Linked DNA regions of Sus scrofa: region 2 is linked to region 1. Evidence: chromatin contacts called from public HiChIP or PLAC-seq data. All regions are on one chromosome and are shown on one strand. Each heading gives the region's core, a stretch centred on a gene start, on an enhancer-like site or on the middle of the called end of the contact. The rest is flanking DNA. Distances are from core to core; before and after follow the strand shown.

Region 1 (4,390 bases), core at 196-2,695:
AGGGGTTCCATTAGAGCTGCAGCTGAGACCTATGACACAGCTATGGCAACACCCGATGCGAGCTGTATCTGCCATCTACACTGCAGCTTGTGGCGGTGCTGGCTGCTTAACCCACTGAGTGAGGCCAGAGATCAAACCCACATCCTCACAAAGACCACATCAATTCTTAACCTGCTGAGCCACAATGGGAACTCCTCAAATTAATATCTTATTTATTTAATTATTTTTTTTTTGGGGTCTTTTTTTTAGCTATTTCTTGGGCCGCTCCCACGGCATATGGAGGTTCCCAGGCTAGGGGTCCAGTTGGAGCTGTAGCCTCCGGCCTACGCCAGAGCCACAGCAACGCGGGATCCGAGCCGCATCTGCAACCTACACCACAGCTCACAGCAACGCTGGATCATTAACCCACTGAGCAAGGGCAGGGACCGAACCCGCAACCTCATGTTTCCTAGTCGGATTTGTTAACCACTGCGCCACGACGGGAACTCCTCAAATTAATATCTTATGTTTGAATAACTGCTCACAATTTGCAAAGCGTCCTTATAGACATCTCAATGGAGCCTCACAGCCACCTTCTGGAGGACATGGTAGAGGCATCAGTATTGATCCCATTTTATAGGTGGATAAATTACAGATGTAATTTGTTCAAAGTCACACTGTCGTGATCCCCTTGATCCTGTAAATTAGACTGGGCTCTATCCTTATTCTTTCTTGCTAGCCCAAGAAAGAACATTGCAAATGGCACCCAGCATCCATCCTCACCATCTGTCAGAGGAAAGATGTGATGTTCATGGGAAATGCCAGCCTGATGGCTTCAGGCTGTGTCCCTGGAGTGACTGTGTTGCCACAGGGATGTTTAGGGGATGCTCCATCTTGGTCTGAGGCCCTAGATTTGGTGTTCTTATTGGCCTTATACTTGGCATTGGGGACCTGTTTGGCCTTTAGCTTCACCTCCAGCTTTAGGCTTTTTCCTCCTGTTCTATTAGGTGAGACCTTCCTCAGATTCCCTAGACCTCAGATTCCCATGGTGTCAGTCAGTCTTCTTTCAGGACCAGGCAAGGTTCAGACCAGCAAGTAGGTGGAGAGGCCAGGACTGAAACTCACATCTTGGGTTTCCAAGGCTGTTCCTCTTTTACCCTCGTATCACGCAGCTGCCTGCTGACTGCCTTATGACAGCCCAGCTGCTGCTCTAGCCAGAACCCAGATAAAGAAAAGAGATTAAGGCACAAGACAGCCTGTGTTGCCTCCAGACCTCTGCATGTCAGGATGGAAAGGGAGACTATGGCTTTCTTTCAAAGACTTTGATAAGGGAGGCACTCTTATCAGTGAAAAGAAGGTTTTGATCCAGGGAGCCAGTCTGAAATTAAGTAAACAAAAGAGCTTTGAGCCTGATGTTTCTCGGTTCGCTTCTGCCCCCTGGAGGAGAGAGTGCTCCATGACTAGAGAGTGCCACTCCGGAAGGGAGCGTTTGGAATAAAGCAGTGGGGATGGCCCCTGAGTCCTGTCCAGGCTCTGTCCTGGTACCTGGTACATGGTACAGCCCTGTGTGTCATCCCCAGCTCAGAACTGGATCTCAAGCCTTACCTACACCCTCAGAGGCCGTGCCTAGGGGGCAGTGCTTCTTCACCTCTCCTAGCACTCTGAGCTCCTATGCTGACAAGTGAGGTACTTAATAGGTTTTCAGCAACTGTCATTCCTTGAACATACTTAGTTATTGTAAGGTTTTAAGGAGATTGGCAACTTCTTTATATCTCTTGGGGGCTTGTATCTTATTATTACTTGATATATATATATTTCAAAAAATGAATTTAATTCATTTTCTTCACCCCTACCTTACTTGCGGGTCAGGCGGAAGGAGAAAAGTAAGTTGCTTAATTACACTCCATTCTTAGGTAATGGTTATTATCATTCCCTTTTGCTGACTTACCTAGTGAATTATTTATCTCATAATGTGTACAAATTGCTCCAAAATGTTATAGCTTAAAACAACGATACTAATTTATTTATACCTCTCATAGCTTCTGGGGGTCTGGAATTTAGAAGTGACGGAGCCAGGCTGTCCCAGCCCTGAGTCTCTTGAGAGGTTGCTGTCATATGTCAGCTTGGGTCCTTGGCATTGGAGGAGCTTCTCGAGTGGCTGGGAAGTTGGTGTGTGGCTTGCGTTCTTCTCCATGTGGGCCTCTTCACATGGCACTGGGGACCTGTTTGGCACCAGGGCCCTGTCTGGAGTGTTCTCAAGACATGGCAGCTGGCTTCCCCCTAGTGATTTGACTTTGAATGTCACGTGGTAGCCCTTCTGCCACACTCCATTCATTAGGAACGAGTTACCTGTGTTCAAGGGGAGGGGATTACACACTATCTTTTTAAGCAAGGAGGGTCGAGGAGTCACAGACTTATTTAAATCTGCCATATCTGGCAGGATGTGAGCCTCCTGAGTAGAAAGTTCTACGAGACTGTATGTGATTGTGTCCAGATACTGCCCATAGGCTGGCCAAATTGAATTAAGAGCACTCGAGCCAGCTCTTGTTTGTCCAGTGGCTGCTTAGTTCCCAGTTTGTTGTTAACCCAAGGCTGTGTTTCTTTCCCAACTTTTAATCTTTTTCCTGTTTCCTGCTGAGAAGCCAGAAGAGAAATAACATTTGCTTACTTTCACTTTTATAGTGTAATACTCGCTGATAAAGTTGGCAAGACAAGACGTTGAAACTATTGGTTGAAGTTATTATCCTGAATTATTTGTGACTCTCCATACTTCATATTGTTCTTATTTGGTGTGGAGAATTGAGAATCGGTAGTGAAGGGTGATGTGTCATAACCTTCAGTTATTTATCTCCCCCTGACCCCTTTGTATGACGCCCAAACTGGTATGAGGTGGGGCCCCTCTGTTCCTTGGTGGAAGTTATCTCTGCTCTGGACACTGTTGTGTTGTTGGGTTTGGGGTGAGTGCAGTGGTAGACTCCTGGACGACCATACCTCAGGGGAGGAAGAGAAGTGGGTACGTAGTCATGACACATGGAAACAAATCCAGAGAAGTGGCTAATTGTTTGGGTGACAACCTGAATGGGAAGATTCTTGTTTTACCTCTGGGCTTAGGCCAGAACAGCTTTTCTGCCTTGAAAATGAATTGAGAACTGGAGGCATCCCTCAGACAAGGAATAGAAACTTATTGGGGAGCTCAAAAGGATGTGGACTTTTTGAATGAGGAAGAGAAAGATGTCTCTCTTTGCTACTAGAAAGATGAAATATTTCTGTGTTTACTTCTCCAATGAGGGCAACCTGAGCAGATGGGAACTAAGTAGTTTGGGTGGGGTTTCTTTCGTCTCAGGACCGTAGAAACTTCTAGAAGATGGACAAAAAGAATTTTTTAAAGAGCAGCAGGGACTCTTTCTTATTGAGCACCAGGAGATGTATTGTATTACACTAATTTAATACTCACAGCATCCTCATAGGGTGGCTATCTTCACTTCCACTTAAAGCTATGGAGAGGAGTTCCCATCCTGGTGCAGCAGAAATGAATCTAGCTAGGAACCATGAGGTTGTGGGTTCAATCCCTGGCTTTGCTCAGTGGTTTAAGGATCCGGTGTTGCTGTGAGCTATGGTATAGGTCGCAGACGTGGCTTGGATCCCGAGTTGCTGTGGCTGTGGTGTAGGTGGGCGGCTGTAGCTCCAATTGGACCCCTAGCCTGGGAACCTCCATATGCTGTGGGTGCAGCCCTAAAAAAAGCAAAAAAAAAAAAAACCCCAAACTAGTGAGACCTACTTCCTTAAAGCCATGCAGCCCATAGGTGTGGTGAGGTCAGTGCTAGGAGGCAGGCTTGTCTGCTTTTTCCACTCCCTTACACTGCTTCTCGAGGCAAAATTAACCTGAATTCCCGGAAGATAGGAGAAAAATCTTTGGGGGCACTTTAGGTCATGTCTTGGCCATGCCACCCTCCCCCCGCCCCAGTTCTGTCAAAAGCTACACTGGGAAGTGGTTCATGAGAAGAGCTGAGGGGTTTGGGGATGGTTCCAACTTAAATCCAGGCACCTCTGGATCAGCCCATAGCAGGTGGAGGTGAGAGAACTCATGACCTGGGCCTCTCCTCTCTGCAGCCATTGGATCTGGGTTTGGACCTGCACTCTGCAAATGCACCCATTCCTATGAGCTTGTGAGTGATTTTAAGAAAGAACTTTTTGCACAATCCCAGCTTTGTTTTGGTTGAAGAGGAAAAAGTCTTTTTTTTTTTTTTTTCTCTCTTGATTCATTTAGACTAGAGGTGGGCTCAGTCTATGCCCATGCCCAGATGTGGCAGTGCCCTTGGGAAGGAAAAGCCATGGAACGAAGGACAGACCCTAACTGAGGACCTGTCACTTACCTCATGCTTCAGGCTGCCCCATTCTCAGGGACTTCGGT
Region 2 (4,050 bases), core at 612-3,111, 510 kb after region 1:
ACACAGGTTTACCCACCAAGGGAAGTGAAAATTCATAGTTTTTGTTTGTTTTTTGTCTTTTGTCCTTTTTCTTAAGGCCACATCCATGGCATATGGAGATTCCCAGGCTAGGGGTCTTATTGGAACTACAGCTGCTGGCCTACACCAGAGCCACAGCCAGGCCAGATCTGAGCCACCTCTGGACTACACCACAGCAATGCCGGATCCTTAACCTACTGAGCAAGGCCAGGGATCGAACCTGCAACCTCATGGTTCCTAGTCAGATTCGTTTCCACTGCTCCATGACGGGAAATCCAAAAATGTATAATTTTAATGTTTAATTCATATTTATACTTTCCCTGTAAAGTATAAATACAGTACAGAGTCTAAAGTAATAGAACAGTTTCATTCAAGACTCTAATAAAAGGATGAATTATGTTTCTCTTAGAACTGAGACAGCTTAACATCATTTGAAAACTTTTTAGTGAATTTCAAGTTTTTCTTTGTCCACTTCCACAGTTATCTCTGTTTTTCCCTCTTAAGTTAGGATCAAAGACATTTAGTAAACTTACCTTTATGAGACAAATGTGGAATTTGTTTATTCCAAAAATCAAAACAATTCCTAATGGAAACATAAAGTGTTTAACATAAACAAATCTTTGTTTTGGTCCCTTTCCAGTAATGGGCGGGTATATTCTGGTAGGAAGCAGCAGTGAGAAGTAAACGCTCCCTAAAGTGACATTACAACTGGTATACAATTAACTAAGGCCTCATATTTCTAGCCAAAATTTTAAATCCTCTTGTTTTCCTTCCCTGAATCTGTGTAGGGGAAAAAATTTAACCTGTAACTATCAAAATATGTCTTTTATTCAAAGAAATAATACTAGTATTTCTTTTTAAGACTCTTGTCCTCAGCTTATTAGGGTCTGAAAATTAATTTGTTCTTTGTCAGCAAAGACACTATTATGTTTATGTTTAACTAATTATTAGCTTTTTAGGGCCACACCTACGGTATATGGAAGTTCCCAGGCTAGGGGTCAAATCAGAGCTACAGCTACCGGCCTACACCACAGCTACAGCAAAGCCAGATCCGAGCCACATCTGTGACCTACACTGCAGCTCACAGCAATACCAGATCCTTAACCCACCAAGTAGGACCAGGGATCAATCCTGCATCCTCATGGATAATAGTTGGGTTCATTACTGCTGAGCCAATGGGAACTCCCACGTTTATGTTTATTTTAGAGAGATCTCTAAAACCCCAGTGGGATCTGAGGCCTCTACAAAGAGGCACAGATTCCAATGCAGGGAAACCTCATCCACCCCAAAAAACTAAACTTGGGTTTCTTTTAAATTTTTAGGCTGCCCTGTTTCATTTCTTTTGCAATCATAAAACAACCTCGTAAAGATGAACATCTTTTATTATGAAAATTGCTGTTACATTACAGCCAACATTCCGAAACAGTATTTTAATAAACACTTGTCTTGATTATAAAGTAGAGCAGAAACCATGATCCTTTTTGAAAATTGATTAACATCTGCTGATGTTAACATAAAGCAGGAGAATACTCCGTACGCTCACTCTGGTGTGGAGGAGATGAGACGGGAAGAGCACCTATGTTATCTCAAACAGCTACTAGTGTTACTTGAACAATGTAAACCAACCACTTATAACAGGACATTCAAAAAAAAAAAAAAAAAAAAAAAGGCCCAAAGCGAAACACTAGAAGGTTAAAAGATCGAGGGGTCACAACACTTTTGATAGGGGAAAAGCCAAAGCGTGTTTCCTTTTCCTTCCCCTCTGTGAGTTCAGTGCGAGGTATGGGGAGGACCACAATACCAGGTCAAGGACAGATGCGGTTCTTGCTTCCGTATTTCCCAGTCTCTAGTCCTGCTCCGAACATAGCCTGCATGCCGAAGCTCTTCAGGCTCTCATTCACAGGCCTCGGGATACAGCGTTTGCACATGGATGAATGGGGTTCCGTAGCAGCTCAGAGCCAGTGTCAGAATTCCAGTGTATTCACTCTGTAGCCTTGTAAGGAATCCAAGAACAAAATTCCTACGTACTTTCCTAGTCAGGAGGCAGAAGGCTCCTATTTGGACGTGCTCCATGCTGGGGGTTACGGTGTGGTACTAACGGCACAGAACCTCTCCCATCATGAATACCCTGGTGGAAAAGCTTAAAAAAGTTAAAACTGCAGTTTAAAAGTTCCTCTTTCCCCTCCCTCAGCAAAGAAGAAATGGTGCACACATGACTGCAAGGAATTGAGGAAGGCAGAGTGTGGCGACTGTAGTTTCCAGTACAATCTGCTCCTTGCAAAGGGTCTGGGGTAACTGCAGGCAAACCGGAAGCTCAAAAATATTCATTCACTTCCTTAATAGAAGAAGCTATACTGAGAGTTTTTTCTTACAACTTCATGAGCTGGCATACTCTTTACTGTAGGAAGGGAGAGCCTCTTTTTTTCAACAGTAGATGCATATTTGGGGAACTTAACGTAGGCCAGGGACTAAAGTCGATCTGATTTCTTCCTCCTTGTCAATCCTCCCCTTCAACTACTTTTAGTCTGGGCTCAGAGCTCCAATCATTAGCAAGGCTCAGAAACAACAACCAAAATAATACAACGTCCTCATTTCAACACCATTCTTTGTTTGCCACCACAGGAAGATGGCAGATGGTGCTAAAACACTCTGAATAGATAATCCAGTTGTCAAGCTGTTATGCAGCCTAGTTAAGCTTCTCACGCTGGATCTGGTAGTAACATGCCTGAAAAAAAGTTCACAACCATTTCAAACTTACTTGAAAAGAAATTACATAAACATAACAATGCACATGAGACCAAGAACAGAAACTCCTTATGAATACTGATAGCTCAACAAAATCAGGTGCTTTCATTTCCCTGTTTCTGCCGGTCCTCCTCCCCAGCCCATGTCTATTTTTCCGAGTTATAATTAGTAGAGCTAAAATTTCGTAAAATTCCCTCTAACTCTAAAACGGACAAAAAAATTTTTACAAGCTGTATAATATTCTTCATTAAGCAGAAATACCTTAATTTGCTAAGCCACTATTGAACAGACATTGAGCATATGTTGGTGATCAGTTTAATGTATACAAACGACTGTAATCAAAATCACCCAGCATGTTTGATAACCACACTGGTTGAGATTAAGCATCATTCCAGACCTACGGAGTCAGAATTTCCAGGAATGCATTTTGAAGAAGCATCTCCAAGTGATTCTGAAAGTATCCAGGTTTGGGAGTTACTCTTACACAAAGAACACCTCATACAAATAATACACAATATTTTCCATTCTTTAATTTCTTGGGATAAATCTCCAGGATTAGGACACTCAAACTCTACCAACATTTTTGAGGTTGTTGATATAAGTATTAATAACAATTGTTTTTTTCAAAAGGTGACTGCTGGAGTTCCCATTGTGGCTCAGTGGGTTAAGAACCTGACATAGCGTCTGTGAGGATGAGGGTTGGATCCCTGGCCTTGCTCAGTGGGCTAGAGATCTGGTGCTGCTGCAAGCTGCAGGGTAGGCTGCAGATGCGGCTTGGATCTGGCACTGCTGTGGCTGTGATGTAGGTCGGCAGCTGCAGCTCTGATTCAACCCCTAGCCCGGGAACTTCCATATGCTGCAAGTGTGGCATAAAAAGGAAAAGAAAGAAAGAAAACAAACGAAACCAAAACGGTGATTGCTATTTATTCCATTATCGGCAATGTGGGACTGATTCTGACTTCACTGGGTATAATTCTGTAACATTTTTGCTAATTGAGCAGAGACGAAATGACGCCTTCTTTAAATTGGCAGTGAGGTTGAGCATCTTCCTATATATAAATGTATTAAAATTCAGTTTCTTCCTTGGTGATATGTTTAGAGATGCTCTTCATATAACAGAAATACTAATAATGTAAGTTATTGGTAGCCAATATTTTCCCCAGTGGCCCCCACCTTTTTCAAGTTTAGTTAAGTCAAAAAGTTTAAATAATTAGCCCAAGCCTGAAACCCTGACATTAAGTTCTAGTATTTTTCTCATTTTAACTTGCCTATCTTCTCGTCTCACTC

Evidence for each region. HiChIP or PLAC-seq counts read pairs in DNA pulled down with a chosen protein or histone mark.
Region 2: an H3K27ac HiChIP or PLAC-seq map of alveolar macrophages shows a contact between it and region 1. The contact joins two enhancer-like sites. A contact is called at or near these places in 2 of 47 Hi-C or Micro-C datasets (heart right ventricle and subcutaneous adipose tissue) and 1 of 2 datasets of contacts at active chromatin or transcription factors (alveolar macrophages).

What each region holds. Positions count from the first base shown.
Region 1 is chr15:104,822,331-104,826,720 of Sscrofa11.1, forward strand. The region is part of intron 7 of CFLAR (CASP8 and FADD like apoptosis regulator); the gene reads left to right. Among named protein-coding and RNA genes, the nearest start is that of CFLAR, 25 kb to the left of the region's middle. Within about 2 kb of position 1,446, at least 43 of the 83 cell types and tissues checked have an H3K27ac peak or open chromatin away from gene starts, as enhancers often do. A contact at or near this core is called in alveolar macrophages, where this site is marked.
Region 2 is chr15:105,327,335-105,331,384 of Sscrofa11.1, forward strand. It overlaps ALS2 (alsin), which reads right to left. Exons shown (of 34, transcript XM_021076185.1): 34 at 1,383-2,743. The coding sequence ends at 2,705. Among named protein-coding and RNA genes, the nearest start is that of MPP4, 9.4 kb to the left of the region's middle. Within about 2 kb of position 1,862, at least 12 of the 83 cell types and tissues checked have an H3K27ac peak or open chromatin away from gene starts, as enhancers often do. A contact at or near this core is called in alveolar macrophages, where this site is marked.